2 separate regions of the Zea mays genome follow, and region 1 is linked to region 2. The links are chromatin contacts, called in public Hi-C maps. All regions are on one chromosome and are shown on one strand. The core of a region is the stretch at or near the end of the contact, and the rest is flanking DNA. Distances in the headings are between cores, read along the strand shown. Region 1 holds the start of LOC100381832 (ABC transporter C family member 4). Region 2 holds the start of LOC103641505 (G-type lectin S-receptor-like serine/threonine-protein kinase LECRK4).

The links. A called contact is a pair of places that touch in the nucleus more often than the background predicts.
Region 1: a contact with region 2 is called in a Hi-C map of leaf mesophyll, with 2.3 times the contacts expected there. The contact joins the promoter of LOC100381832 here to the promoter of LOC103641505 in region 2. A contact is called at or near these places in 4 of 25 Hi-C or Micro-C datasets (ear, leaf, leaf mesophyll and 1 more) and 1 of 3 datasets of contacts at active chromatin or transcription factors (leaf).

Annotation. Positions count from the first base shown.
Region 1 is chr10:102,900,190-102,903,004 of Zm-B73-REFERENCE-NAM-5.0, forward strand. It overlaps LOC100381832 (ABC transporter C family member 4), which reads right to left and starts at 1,392. Exons shown (of 11, transcript XM_008664854.4): 1 at 1-1,392. The coding sequence starts at 1,284.
Region 2 is chr10:102,436,594-102,439,585 of Zm-B73-REFERENCE-NAM-5.0, forward strand. It overlaps LOC103641505 (G-type lectin S-receptor-like serine/threonine-protein kinase LECRK4), which reads right to left and starts at 1,349. Exons shown (of 1, transcript XM_008664849.4): 1 at 1-1,349. The coding sequence starts at 1,304.

The DNA of each region.
Region 1 (2,815 bases), core at 142-2,641, 460 kb after region 2:
CAGCCACAGCCCGTGGAGTCCGTGCATGGCGTAGGACACGATCCCAGCGTCGACCTGCATGTAGTTGACGATGGCTCCAGCGCCGTGCGCTCGGCGAGCACCGGCGGTGAGGCGCAGCGACTTGCGGTACAGCGCCGTCTGCAGCGCGCCGCGGATGCGCATGCCCAGAAGCTGTCCCTGGAAGCTGTAATGGTGCGATGCCAGCGTCTGGACGGCCTTGCCAGCGAGCAAGATGAGAACGAGACGAAGGCCCTCCCATGATGTCCCGCCGCGGCGGATGAACTCGACGAACTGATCGATGAGCGACGGCCCAACGTACATGGCCCCCAGACGAGCGAGGCCAAGGAACGCAGTAAGCACGAGCTGCGGCCAGAAAGAGAGCCAGAGTGCCACGCCGACCGGGTGCCGAGATGCTGGCGACGCTGGCCAATTGGACATGAACAAGGCGTGCGCCGCCTCGGCGCGGTGGGCGGCAGAGACCGGGGGCACGTCTTCGGTTTTGAGGGATTCGGCCGCGTAGCCCTTGGTGATGAGGGAGTTTATCCAGCTGAACGTAGCGCGCGAAAGGAACGAAGCGGTGGTGTACGGCGAGGAGGGCGCCTCTGGACCGGCGTGTTCCGGTTCACCTTCTTGTGCCCTGGTGACATTGCCGGTGAAGCCGGTGACCGCTATGTATGCCAGAGGCAGGGAGACAAGCAGACCAGCGAAGGCGAGAATGTCATCGGGGAAGAGCAGCGAGGCGTCCGCGCCGCGGACCACTGCCGAGGCAGAGAAGAGCGCGGCGCCGAGAGCGGTGGCGAGCCAGAACACGCGGAGGTGCGCCTCCGGGGCAGCTCCTGCTCTCCGCGAAGAGACGATGGTCCAGGCAGCCACCCCGTGCGCGACGGCGTGGACGGAGAGGAAGGCTCCCTCCGCGGCGCGCCACGGCGTGGCCGGCAGGAGGAGGAGCGCGAGCGCGAGGAGGACGACGGACACCGCCGCGAACACCGCGGAGGCCCCGAGCGCGAGCACGTGGCGGACGAGCGGCGGCGAAGGATGGTTCGGCTTCTGCAGCAGCGCCTCGCGCTCGGGAGGGGGAGCAGCCGCGGGCACCGGGTGTCCCCTGCGAAGGCGTCTGGCGAGGCGGACGATGCAGGCGACGAGGAACACGAGGTCGGCGGTGGCGAGGAGCCCGCGCTGCGGGCACGGGGAGAGGAAGAGGAACGCGACCGCATCGGAGAAGGAGCCGGGGCCAGGCGGCGGCGCTGTGCACGCCTTGGTGGTGAGCCACCATGGGAGCGCCATCCCGTGTGCCTGCGGCGGCCCTGCGGGCTTGTTGGCTCTCTGGCTGTGCGACTGGCCGACTGCCGAGTGCAGACTGCTAGTGGAACGGAAGTCGGAACTCGTTGGGGGATCCGTCGATGGGGATTGGGTCGGTTGACTCGGTTCACATAAGACGAGACGAGACGACTCAACACTCAACTCGAGGAAATTCGTGGCTTCTGTACTTCGGTTTGTGAGTTGTGACGTTCTTGACTAGCCCTCTCCATTTTTTTGTATACTCTTGTTTAAGGTTCTGGAGACTGGTATACTATGCCGCTTTCATTGACGGACCTCTCCGAGATGTAGCCTATTTTAATAATATAAGGCTATTCGCATTAATATAATTCTAAATTTCTACTTTGAATGTAATATCTTGTCTTATCAGCAAGATTCTGTATACTATACCTTAATATTTTACAATTATATTTACTCTATATTTCAACTCTATACCAACTATCACATATTATATCATTTATTTTTATCATCACCATAACATATACAGCCACATCTCATATTTATCTCAGAGACAAAAAGGCTAGATTTAGAGTAAAAAGGGACGGACTCTATAGGTAGCACTGTATGTTGATAGCGCTTTGTTTAGCGCACGCTACTGCGCTGTGAAATGGTATCTGTCTTGTTATGTGTTTGTTGATGTCTTATTTCAAAAGATCCACGCGTTGCTATCCTATTCCGAGGGCAGGGTACTTTTTTACCGAAACTGAGCCAAATAACGGCTCTAGTTTATGTTCTAGGGAATTCGGTGGTCGGATTCCGCTTGGGCTAGTTTGGGAATCTAATCCCCTCCAGGGTCTTTATCATTTTCTCAGATAGTAATTCTAAGAAATTTTATTTTAATAAAACACTAGTTAAGTGTCTGTGTACTGCTACGATTTCTGATGACATAAACTACAATTTAACTCTCAAACTGGTCCTATACATTGCTATGGTTTCTACGTGATGACATAAACTACAATTCAACTATTAATCTGGCGACATTATTATTCTCGTTTTCTTTTCTTCTCCTAGAATTTTTTTCACCGGCCGGTGTTGGTATAGACGCTCTCAAATAGAAGACAATCATAGAAGATGAGCAACAGAGGAAGATCATGTACATCTTCCTCCTCGCTGCCCCAACTTCACTCGCGCCCCACATCTCCACTCCTCGTTGGGCATCACGGCACCGGCGGCCGCCGACACCACCCGATTCAAACAGGAACGAGGGGCAGTTGGAGTTGGGAGCCGATTATAGATGTATAAACGGATCGGGCTTGTTGGGCGGCCCAAAACCCGGCACGGATTTGGCCCGGCACGAACCCGGCACGGCACGTAGTGAACTGGACCCGTGCCGGCTCGGCCCGGTCACCGGGTCGTGCCTGTGCCGAAGGCGTGGCACGACGGGCTAGACCCGGTACGGCCCGATTTTATTTTTTTTTCTATTTTTTCATATAAATACATATATTATACTTGAATATAGAGTATAAAACACAATAAACATGTGTTTTTGTTGGTTATG
Region 2 (2,992 bases), core at 99-2,598:
TTCTTCTTCCAACATGTATTGTCTTCATCATGGAACACAGCAAGGGCACAGAAACAATCTGTCAGACAGAGTTGCTGACACTGATCCTTAGTTATGGGGCTATACTGCTCATAGTCAGACAGTGGCCAGTCAACATGGCTCATCGGTATGACCTTAAACTGCATCAGGGCCGCTGCTTCATCCAAGTCGCAACTTTGTGGCTGGAAGTCTGGCTTGCAGCCTTTGTACTTCCTCTCATCATCAATAAATGAGTACTGCTCGGGGCACTTGCAGGTACTCTGGTTGTTTGCGCCATTCCATGTGCAATAGCTGTTAAAACCGCAAATACCGCTTCCAACGTTTGTTAGCTGTGCTCCACAGATATTTGGGGGCTTGAAGTCCACTACTGACCATGCCTGATTACTCTGGTTGCTGTTCTTCTTTGGGTACATATACTGTCGGAAAACGCCATCGGGGTCAAGTGTGGCACGAAGGTAGTAGTCTGCTATGGAGCTGACCACCCAAGATGTGATTTCACTTCTGTTGCCGATATATATCACGCCAGACGCATCGAACACCAGATTGGTGGTGTTCACATCCATGGACCAGTACGGATCATATTCGTAACCAGAGGGCACAGCAACGGTATAAAGAGACGCACCAGTACTTTGCAGGCCGAGGAGGAACCGGCCATTGGAATAGTCTGTGGGGATGATCCGACTGCGGAGGCTCATTCCAGTGGTGAGGACCTGAGTGGGCAGGATGGTATCTGTAGGGTATTTGAAGCTCTCCCATAGGGCAGAGCCATCTGCAGCAGCCAGCACAAAGTTTCCAGAATCGAGCATGGCAGCGTAGGATGCGCCCACGACTTGGGGATTCCATACCTCTGTGCCGGCGGAGTCCTGGAGCGAGAGCGCCCCATTGGAGTTGAGCTGGAGGCGTGAGCCGGATGGAGCTTGCACCGGCGCTGGATCCGGGTCGTTGGTCTTGGCATACCAAGTCACTGTAAGGTTGCCGATCTTGTTGAACCAGACGGCGAGCAGGTAGAAAGAGGTGTTACCCTCGATGGGCTGGAAGCCAAACGCGAAGTCGCCAGATGGGGAGAGCCAAGAGGTGGTAGGCCCTTGGGGCGTCAAGGAGGAACCTTGGGTGAAGTTCTGTTGAGCTTGAAGAGGAGTGGTAGAGGACGACAGCAGCAGCAGCAGCAGCAGCAAGGGGAAGAGAAGGGGAGCTGCCATCAGTTCTTTTGGTATGGCTCTCAGTTCCTGCGTCTGATGGCGAACATATGCATCTCTTTGTTTCGTGAGTCTTCGTTGACTCCACATGACTATAAGCAGCAGCTTTGAACTGGTCAATTACGACAATTGGCTACCCCACGCCCACGCGCATGGGTCCTTGTCTGTGACTACTCCGTGCTGTCTGTATAAAGACAACTGGTTCATGTGATTGGTTAAGCAGTCCGGGTTTTCGGCGTGCTGGCAAGTGGCATAGTTCTACAGAAGAGAATACTTTTTTTTTTGGTTATATTGACTGTTGCGTGAAGACAGGTGCACAATGACTTACCGTGAGGGTCAGGCTTAGTTCTTAATTTTGAATTTTCAGTAGCGACCAAATTTGGAACAGAGGGGGTTGGAATTGTATATGAGAAAATTTCGGTCACTTGTGGCCAGTTTCCGTTAAAGGACTGGTGCATTGTTTTCTGAATTTTCTCTACGACATATACTCTCTTTAAAGAAGTACGTATTTTTTCAAGGTTGACGAATTTTCGTCGAGAGGAGCAAGAAGGTTGCGCGTTCGCCTATTTGCGCTCTCTGGATGCTCCTCTCCCCCCACTAGTATACAAAAAGAGAAATAGATACAAACACAAGGTCTCAAACCTTGTTATAGAATTTTTGCTTCAAAGAAAAGAAATATCATATAAATTCAGTTTACAGATAAAAAATAAAAAAGAAAGCATTGCCTTTTTTCGTATATCTTGTATTTATCGTACTTTTGCTCTGGGGAGTCTCTTTCTCTTTTAACAAATATCTGAAACTTTAGATTAAGAATTGGTGGAATACTAGGCAATCCGAAACTTTCTTAACTGATATTCAAGCTATAGATGTCAAAATGGACGGGCCGTACCAGCCTGGCCCGAACACGGCTAGACCCGATACGGATTAGGACTGTGCTGGCCCGGCCTAGATTAGCTAGCGGACCGTGCCGTGCCGGTCCACGGGCCCCCAAACGAGGCCTAAGCACGGCCTGTTAGGTTAATAATCGTGCCGGACCGGCCCACGTCCGACGGACCTAACAGGCCCATAACAATATATGACGTTTAAATGATAAAAATATTCTAAAAGTATGTATTTTTAGGGTTTAAACCATATTTATTAGCTCTAAACATTTATTTACACCCATATAACCAACAAAAACACATGTTTCTTGTGTTATACTCTATATTAAGTATAATATATGTATTTATATGAACAAATAAAAAAAATAAATCGGGCCGTTCCCGGTCCGTTGGACATCTATACCTCTCGCTCTCTCACTTCCGGCTCCAAGTGTATATCTTACGTGCCTTTTTTGCTCGGTTGAATCTGTCTTTAGTGATTGATTGCTACTTAATTGGATCGTTCTGTTGAAATTTCAGTCCGTTCTGGGTCGTGAATTATACATTGTATCAAGGCTGCCGATTTTTTTTGTATTTTTGAAAACATTTTTTCGGCATTTTTTGTTGCCACGTAATGTTGTCAGGTGTTAAATCCTGGTGTAGTTTGAGATTTATGTCTTCAAATATGATCTTGTTCAATTATTAACCCCTTTATTTAAGACCAGCTGTCTCTGTGTAGGCCCTTATTACATCTAGCACATGTAACTTCACCGATTTGTTCAGTGAATCCATATGTGAATCTATTTAGGTCTAGTTCGTTTTGCTCTCAATCTATATGGATTATGTGAGACTGAGTGAGTTTCAATCCCAAATAAATCAAAATCTTTAATATTTTTTTAATCTCATCCAATCTAAATG